Linked DNA regions of Mus musculus: regions 1 and 3 are each linked to region 2. Evidence: chromatin contacts called from public HiChIP or PLAC-seq and promoter capture Hi-C data. All regions are on one chromosome and are shown on one strand. The core of a region is the stretch at or near the end of the contact, and the rest is flanking DNA. Distances in the headings are between cores, read along the strand shown. Region 1 holds the start of Pirt (phosphoinositide-interacting regulator of transient receptor potential channels). Region 2 holds the start of 1700086D15Rik (a long non-coding RNA gene). Region 3 overlaps Gm40016 (a long non-coding RNA gene).

Evidence for each region. Promoter capture Hi-C pulls out the DNA fragments that hold promoters and counts their contacts. HiChIP or PLAC-seq counts read pairs in DNA pulled down with a chosen protein or histone mark.
Region 1: a contact with region 2 is called in a promoter capture Hi-C map of embryonic stem cells, with 4 times the contacts expected there. The contact joins the promoter of Pirt here to the promoter of 1700086D15Rik in region 2. A contact is called at or near these places in 1 of 39 promoter capture datasets (embryonic stem cells), 1 of 115 datasets of contacts at active chromatin or transcription factors (embryonic stem cells) and 2 of 9 other capture datasets (adipose tissue and liver).
Region 3: an H3K27ac HiChIP or PLAC-seq map of embryonic stem cells shows a contact between it and region 2, with 4 times the contacts expected there. The contact joins the enhancer-like site here to the promoter of 1700086D15Rik in region 2. A contact is called at or near these places in 7 of 39 promoter capture datasets (the C10 cell line, embryonic stem cells, hippocampal neurons and 3 more) and 1 of 115 datasets of contacts at active chromatin or transcription factors (embryonic stem cells).

Annotation. Positions count from the first base shown.
Region 1 is chr11:66,910,696-66,913,395 of GRCm38.p6, reverse strand. It overlaps Pirt (phosphoinositide-interacting regulator of transient receptor potential channels), which reads right to left and starts at 1,405. Exons shown (of 2, transcript NM_178656.3): 1 at 1,254-1,405. All of the region lies in intron 3 of Gm12298 (predicted gene 12298), which reads left to right.
Region 2 is chr11:65,158,482-65,161,389 of GRCm38.p6, reverse strand. 1700086D15Rik (a long non-coding RNA gene) reads left to right here and starts at 1,490. Exons shown (of 2, transcript XR_003949567.1): 1 at 1,490-1,522. The region is part of intron 1 of Arhgap44 (Rho GTPase activating protein 44); the gene reads left to right. It overlaps LOC115487730 (a long non-coding RNA gene), which reads right to left and starts at 1,510. Exons shown (of 3, transcript XR_003949568.1): 1 at 1,177-1,510; 2 at 1-569.
Region 3 is chr11:63,453,911-63,456,610 of GRCm38.p6, reverse strand. All of the region lies in intron 2 of Gm40016 (a long non-coding RNA gene), which reads left to right. Among named protein-coding and RNA genes, the nearest start is that of Gm40016, 8.8 kb to the left of the region's middle. Within about 2 kb of position 1,275, at least 44 of the 459 cell types and tissues checked have an H3K27ac peak or open chromatin away from gene starts, as enhancers often do. A contact at or near this core is called in embryonic stem cells and stem cell-derived epiblast-like cells, where this site is marked.

The sequences.
Region 1 (2,700 bases), core at 156-2,655, 1.8 Mb before region 2:
CTGTCCCTCCTCCCCAGACCCTTCCATCTAGAGAGCTCTGATAGGAACTGGGCTATTCTGGGAATTGCAAGGACCTGGTGACACTGAGGAGAGGCGAGGGCACTGGTGACCTCAGCAAGGGTCAGCTGGTAGGAAGTGCCAAAGGCAGGCCACAGGCTTTGCATAATCGACCTGCGGTGGTCTCCTTATCCAGAGCAGGACCCAGTATGGATAGAGAGTAGGTCTCTCTCTTTCCCGGAATTTCCCACTGTCAGGGCTCAGCCCCAGAGGCTAGATGCAACTCTCCAGGGTCTTTATCTCCTCTTGCTGTACTGCCTCACTTCCAGGACTTCATTTGGTGATGTCGACTCCTCTGATAAGGTGTGTGTGGCCCTGTGCCTGGTCTGATAAAGAAGAGAGAGTGTGGAATATGTTGCTGCTATCGTCACAGCCTCCATCTGTTCCAGGGCTCACAGCGCTCTCGGGAAGGGGACCTTTTTCTCTGAGCTCAGAGCTATCTGGAGGGAGCCACTCACCTTCCTCTTCGGGTCACACAACCAGTGCATGGGCCCTGTGGGGCTCCAGGCTGGAAAAAGAATCTCAAGGGATATGATGTGTTGTTACACTTGGCTTTACCTAGGGGCGGAGTCCCACCGCCCTCTGTCTGAGCAAGCCATGCCTTTGTCTGTGTTTTTGTGTACCTGTCTTGCTCCCTCCTTCCTGAAGTGAAGACTGCCCAAGCCAGGGTACTCCGCCTTGTTTCCCTGGCACTCAGCCAGGGCACCGGCCACACCTGCAGGAAGGAGGGGCAGACCCGCAGCTGCTGAGGTTGGATGGAGGATGCCCAGGGGACAGACAGTCTATGCCCACTACTCCGAGGTCTCCGGGTGTCCTAACACTTGACACGCTGCCGCTTCTGCGCCCGCTCATTCCTTCCCTTTAATGGCTTCCAAGGGAGAAAGGCTCAGAGCTCCACAGGCAGGGCAGCCCTCACTGCACATGGTGTCTTTCCCCAGGTGTACAGCAGGAGATACCCAGCTCAGCCCACTTCTGCCTGTCTCTCAGGGCAGCCCATCCAGCCTGCTTGAAGCTAACTAACTTCATTCCATCTCATCTTTAGTATTCACACTGCCTTCCAACTCTACTTCAGAGACTCAACGCACTCCAAAGCAAACTTCAAACCGTCCTTCTTTCCAGGGAGACATAGCAAAGGGCTGGGACTGGGGTGGCAGGGCAAGGTGGGTGAGGGTGGAGGGATCCTTTTTCTTACTTACCGTGCACAACGTCCCGGGGGAAGACTGGGGACCTGGGACTCAGTCGGCTCTCGCGTAGGGAGGAAGCTGGCAATGAGTTTCTGCTCAAGTCCTTCATCCCAGCTGGAGAAAGGCACCCTGGCCACATCAGTGTGCTGCGAATCCCAGCCACTGAGCAGGCTCCGGCTGGGATGAGCTCACCAGGATGTGGCCTAATGGGTTAACTCTTTGCAACCTGCTGGCGCAGGCACTCGAATGTGGCTTTCTCAGCTCTGCTCAGCCACTATTAGACAAATCTTGTGAAAAATTAATGAAGTTTTTCTGCAGTGTGCCTTTGAGTTTCAGTAGAAGTGTGTATTTGGCTGGTAGTGCCTGGGCAGAGAGGATCCTGACCTAGGTTCAGCAGGCTGTGGAGGTTCTGGGATGGGGGAGGTGTGAGGTGGTGATGGTGGGTTACATGTGATATGTGTGCCTGGCTCAGAAGCTGTGTTCGGGGCAGTATTATTGATAGTGAGATCTGGGCCTCTCTTCCTGCTTTGGATGTTGGAGAGCTCTGTGTTTGTTGAGTTAGGGAACACCTTTAGCTCCAAGATGCAAGGAGTATCTCTGGGAGCACCCCAGTAATCACACTCATGATGGCTACCCTTCATTACACAATGCCAGGAGCCAAGACATGTCCCTCGGGGATAGGTCTAAAGAATTTCCTTCTTGCTTCTCCCATCTAGCCCACTAGTTTTCTATTGATCTTTTTTGTGAGATGCCAGTTACAATCATGAAGATAAGCAAGCAAATCATGGCAAGAGGCAGAAGGACGTCCACTGTTGAGCCCGTCTGCCCGGGCGTGGGGGAAGCCAGTGTGAGCTGATGGGATGCCAGTTCTCAAGGTGTCGATGGATACCCTGCGGTCGGCAGTATTATTTAAGATTCTGGTGGCCAGACTAATTGGTTGTCTTTCTCCCAGCTATTCTGAGAAGATGGAAGCCATTACTGGTGGGGCAGGAGGGGGACTTTGATACCAGCAAGGATACACTGGGGGCTTCCTCTGTGGAGTGTAAAAAAAAGTCTTTCCCAAGAGTCATCAGGGAGGCCTAAAGCCAGTCAAGTTCAAAGCCATGGGCTCTTCCGTCTCAAGCCTTTTGATTTTCATGACTTGCAAAGATGAAGAGGGCTTGGCTATGTCATCAGTGTTTGGTGACATTGAAAGCTGAACCCTTCAGCTGAGGGAGTGAAAGAAGGGAGGCTAAGGGCTCCAGGGAGTTGACTTTGAAGGATTTAGTGGGTGCCACTTCTCTGACGTAGGTGCCTCTTATTCTGTGTTCAGATCAGCTTCTGAGACTGGAGTTATCAGGTGCCAAGGAGCCCTGGGATGAGTTGTTGTGCAATGCAGACAAGAACTTATTTTTCTTTAAATTCAGATTTCTATGTTTTCTTCTCCCTTTTCAGGATGTGGCTACATGGTGCAGAACTA
Region 2 (2,908 bases), core at 241-2,740:
TGGCTTCTCATGCTTTCAGGAACTCCAGATGGTTTCCAAGTAACCTAAGCGTTTCCAAGCTTCTAAACTAGACTTGGATTCATTTTCCCTTCCCAAACACATGTGCTTTAACATGAGGGGGGAATTTATGAATAGCAGAGTCAGATTAGCCCAGATTTTTGGCACGGTATTGCCACAAATATAGCCTCACGTGGACTGTCTTTGGTATGTTGGATGCTGAGATAGTGCTTTCCTGGTACTGGGGGGTGTAGCTGTTGGTTGTCAAGCTGACCATTCTTTACTGTCTTGGCTTCTGGATCACACTCCCTGGGCTCTGGCATACATGATGGCAGTAGACATCCCAGGGGTGGGCCCCTCACTCTGACCACAGGTTGCTGTTTCTCATGGAGTATTCTCAGTCCACTTAGTAGCCTGGTGTTCTCTTGGAGTGTTAGAGATTGGTGCTCGGATATAGATGTCTCAGGGAAGGCATTCGTGTTGCTTCCAGACACCTGGCTCCTATCTTCCTTCAGGACTTGTTTTTAAGTTGTGAGATTTTTGAGGCATGGGCATAGGAACTATATTTTTCACTGTCATTCGTGGAGGAAATGAAAAATAGGCAAAAGCAGACTGAATTATTATTATTATTATTATTATTATTATTGTAAAAAGTAGTCTTATGTATTCAAAGAACATTCTTAGAAGTACAAATCCAGGGGCTGCACCCTGCTATGCCAGAGCTGCTGAGCGCTTAGGTGGATGACCAACATGTACAAAGTTGAGGCCTGACTTGTGTCTGTTTTGGTGAAGTTTAGAGTAAACTGTTGAAGCAAAAATTAGTTTAGGATACTCTACTGCTTCAACACTTCCAGTGCCATCATTTTGCTTAGCAGCCCCAGCATTTCAGTAGCCACATCCCTCTGGACCCCCCTTTGTCTCAGCATGCTCATTTTGTCTTCCTGTCTCCCTGTCCCTGAACTCCTGTGCTTCGGACACATGAAGCCCAGCTCCACTTTAGAGATTTGTTCTTGCTGACCACCAATTTTTACTACCTGGTTGAGGATGTGGTCTTCCCAAATTGCTTTCTCATCAATCAGCACTTGGCTCTCAGGCTCAGATAAAACCCCTGCTCCCTCACTCTTACCCATCATTCTTTTCATTTTTGTCCACTACTCCCCACAGTTTGAAAGCTTGTACCTTTTTGATTTTTGCCCGTCTGTCTCCAGTAGAATGTATTGATCACCCTCGCATGCCAAGGGCACAGAGCAGTGCCTTGTAGACGGTTGGTGCTCGGTCAATATTTATTGCCAAGATGAAATGGTTTACTTCTGGCCAGTGATGGGAATGAAAGGAGGTAGCGTGGGGGTTCTTCTTCCTATTGAGAATGTTGAGAGACTCAACCTGTGCATTGGGAAAGGGGCCATGATTTGCTTCTTAGTATCTCCACTCACTAGCAGCTCATAGTGCTGGAAGTCTGGATGGTAGGTGTGATGTCATAAAGTGCTTTGTAGAGAGGCCTTAGTGACCTCTTTCCGGTAGAGAGGTGAGCTTGAGAGCTGCTCTTCTCCACCACTCCCCACCTAGCTCACTTTCTGTAACTCACAGGTTTTGGGATTATTACAAATGAAAAACTTCTGGGCATTGGCTTATCTTCTCAGAACTGGGCATATCTTAGTAGAAATCAGCAACTTAGCATAGCAACTATAGGAAGAGTCTAGCATGTATGGAGCTCTGGGTTCAGTCCTCAGCACCACATGGTGATACATACCTGTAATCCGCCTGAAGGTAGAATTGGGAAGGCAACATAGTGAGTTCAAAGCCAACCTGGACTACATGAGGTCTTGCTTTGGTCATCTTCACATGTTTCTGCCTTGATTTTCCCATATGTGTTTCTTCACTTCCGACCCTACTCTGGAAAGTTCTCCCTGGCCAGCCTGTGCCTGCTTATCAAGTGATTATCAAGTGGGACACATTTGCATGGTTGCTTAATGATCTTGTGATTAGCTCTCTGCACATTTTTTTTTATTAGCAAAATGAGAACAGTGATGGTTGCCCCTTGGAGATATAGACATTGTAATGATGGTGGAGTTACCCCAGAAAAATGGCTAAGAGTAGCTTTAGGATCTTTGGGCCAGCATTCTAACTCTTTTTGGATGGCATGTTGTGCTCAGTTATTCAGTGTAAAATCACTGGCTGTCTCCTCTGGGCCACACACTATTCCGATCTGGGAATATTACAGTGCCGTGATCTGGGAATATTACAATGCCTTGATCTGGGAATATTACAGTGCCTTGATCTGGGAATATTACAGTGCCGGGCAAACTGAAGTTCTGTTCATTGGAGCCTGAATTCTAAGAGTGTGCTGCGCTTTTGATGGTTCATTTGTTGTGTGATCTTTAACTTGCCGATCATCTTCCCAGCTCGATTTGTAAGCTCCTTTGGAGGCAGAGACAGTGTGGCATGCAGAGGGTTCTCTGAAATTCCTGGGCAACTGGATCAAAAGATGTATGCATTGTAAGCAGAGGACTCAAGGAGAGTAGTTCAAAGACGCAGGGAGAGCACCTGCTGCTGCCTTTTTGGAGGAGCGAAGGGCGGCAGCAGCTGCTGGGTTGTGGACTGGAAGGAGGGCTCAGCCTCATGCATGCCGCCATTTGCTGCTTGTTGTTGTTGTTGTTGAAACTTAGAGTCTACTTGGGGTTCTACCCATCCTGAGAGCCTGTTCTTCTTGGAAGTGATATCTGGCTTGTCCTGGGTGAAACACAGAGCTGAGCGGAAACTTTAGCACAGGGCGAAAGAGAAGATACAAGAACCGGAAGTCAGCCCCTGAAGAGAAGATACAAGAACCGGAAGTCAGCCCCTGTTAAGGACTTGTTTTTCGGTCTGTAGGTGGGGAGCACAGTAAGCCGCCATCTTAGAGGGCTGGGATGAG
Region 3 (2,700 bases), core at 26-2,525, 1.7 Mb after region 2:
ATCCCCCACCCACATTCCACAGCCAGGGCACTAGATGGGGCTGAGTCTATGAAAACTGTCCTTGGTAAGGGTTTTGCATAACTATGGTATTTGAAGGGCATGATCTGTTTACATTTTCTCTAGGCTCCGCCCAGCAGTTACCTAGCAACAACCAGGTACCAGCCTGGCTCACATATAAAAGGACTATTCAGTCTCTCTCTCTCTCTCTCTCTCTCTCTCTCTCTCTCTCTCTCTCTCTCTCTCTCTCTCTCTCTCTCTGCCTCTCTCTCTCTCTCTCTCTCTCTCTGCCTCTCTCTCTCTCTGTCTCTCTCTCTCTCTCTCTCTCTCTCTCTCTCTGTCTCTCTCTCTCTCTGTGTGTATGTGTGTGTCCCCATCTCTGTCCCATCTCTGCCTCTACTTCCTTCTCAACACTCCTTCCCATGTTCCTAAGTAAACTCTATTCTATACTACACCCTTCTTTGTTGGCTGTTACCACTGCAGAGGGATGCCTCAGGATGGGCCTGCTGAGTCAACCCCCTCCCACCACACCGTACCGTGCTCCACAAAACATATCTTTGGTTTTATAAAACACATCAGGATGTTGGCTACAAAGGAATCTCTAGTACTTCAGCCTTACTTTCTGGATAGCTTTACAAACTGTCCCAAGATGGGCTTCATTTTGTTTTACAGAAATTCTGAACTTTACAGGTATTATTTTTATGCACATAAACATTACTCCTCCCCTCTTTCCTGTCACGATGGTTTTCAGTACCTATGCTAGTACATATATTTGTGGATCTATACAACGTTCCATCAGCAGAATAATTCCAACAGTGGAGTAGCTGGGTTACAGAATATACATATTTTCAATCGCTATTTAGCCAGACTTCTGTCAGAAATGTCTGTTCTAGCTATATGATAAGATTGTATTTCCCCCATCTTTGTAACACTGGGGATTGCTACATTTCTGTGTTGAGGAACAAAACCACGCATTGTTTAATGTTACTTTTGTTTTGAGTTTTTGCAGCGGAGGTGGGCCTTGGCACCTCTGCATCTTCCCCACCTCTCTTCCTGCTGCTTTAAACTCCCAAGTTGCTTCCTGGGAAGTCTTCTGAAGCCAGAGAATCACAGTAACGTTCTTCTGTGGGCCTAGGGAGCGCGCTAATGTTAACAGGCAGCGTTCGGAGCAAAGGTCTCTCCGGGTTTCCACATCTGCAGCTTTGTACAGGCCCTCACCTCTGAAAAGCCTGAAAGCGTGAAGCCAGGCTTGGCCTAATGTGAATTAGCAAGACAAAGAGCTGTCGAGGGGCGGAGCGGTGATGAGCTTTAATTTACTGAAGATTAATGAGCCCTCGTGGATCTGCCCCAACCACCCATTTTCTATCTCCTCTGCCCACATCGGCTTTGTTAGCGTGTGTTGGTCATTTAGAATTATCCAGCAACAATCTCACCACTTAAAGAGGCATACTGATGGGAGCCGAGGGCTGGAGGGTTCATGCTCTGAACACAGGACCCCAGAGCTGGAAAGACTGGAATGTGGGAATGTCTCCGTGGCCCCGGACCCCACCCCACCCCCACCCCTTGACTTTTGTTTGTGGCCTCAGCCATTTGAGGCTGTTTGTTTACTTGAGCCTAGGAATAAAGCCTCCCAGAGGCCTGGCTTTGGCTGGGGTGAGTCTCCCGAAAACCAGTGGCAAACCTTTCAGACTCAATGGAGCAAATCCAATACTACTTCAAAGCTCAGCTTTCTAGTGGAAGATCTCTCTGGGGTAATACAAATGTCACGATAGCTTCCCCATAATTCCCAACGAAAGGGAAACGCTATTAGCCTTGGGCTTCAGCTCATTACCAGGGTGCTAGAGAATTCTCTCGAGTTTTATCATCAGCAACTATCAGAACTTTCCAGGCCTCGACAAGTTTTTATTTGCCTACCCGTGCAATGGGTAGATGTTGCAAGCTTTGTAAGGGGAAGCCTCAACGATTATCCCTAACCTTCCTGTGCTTCTCTCGGGGTTCATGGAAATAAAGGGAAGGCTTTCTCCACTGAACCGGTTGGAAACAGTAACAGGATTTATGCCAAATTCTGAAGAAGCCTTCCTGCAAAGGCCTGCAAAGACACAGAACCCGGGTGGTGGTGTACCCCTCACAGATTTAAACTAATAAAAATAAACAAATAAAAGTAGAGTATGCTCTAATTTAAAACCAAAAAAACCAACAGAACAAGAAAGAAGGGCTATTCTTTCAATATGAAGAATTATCCTTGAGCATTGTCAGCTGGACTAATGGAATAAATACAAACAGAAAGTCAGCTGGTGGGACTATGCCCCAGTCCGGCTTTGCCCTGCAGCAGGACAGTGGTGGAGCTGCCATCACAACATCCCATGCTCCACCCAGAGAAGGAATCCAGAGACAGCAAGAAGATGAGAAGAGAGTCTGCATTAGGCCTGCTTGAAAATTCTAGTCAACTTCGAGGACCCAAAGCAAATAGCTTTAAAACAACATCCAAGCTGTTTGTTTTCCCATCAAAATACAATCACGTGTTTGACTGTGGGTTGTCACATACATCATTCTTAATCTGTCACTGCTGAAACCAGTGCGACAGTCGCAGTCCTCAATTAATGCAAATTAAACCAGTTGTCTTGTCTATAATTGTCTAAACTAGCAAAGTGCCTTTCTTTGGTGACAGGGCATCCCGGACTCCTTGCTCTGTTACCCCTAAGG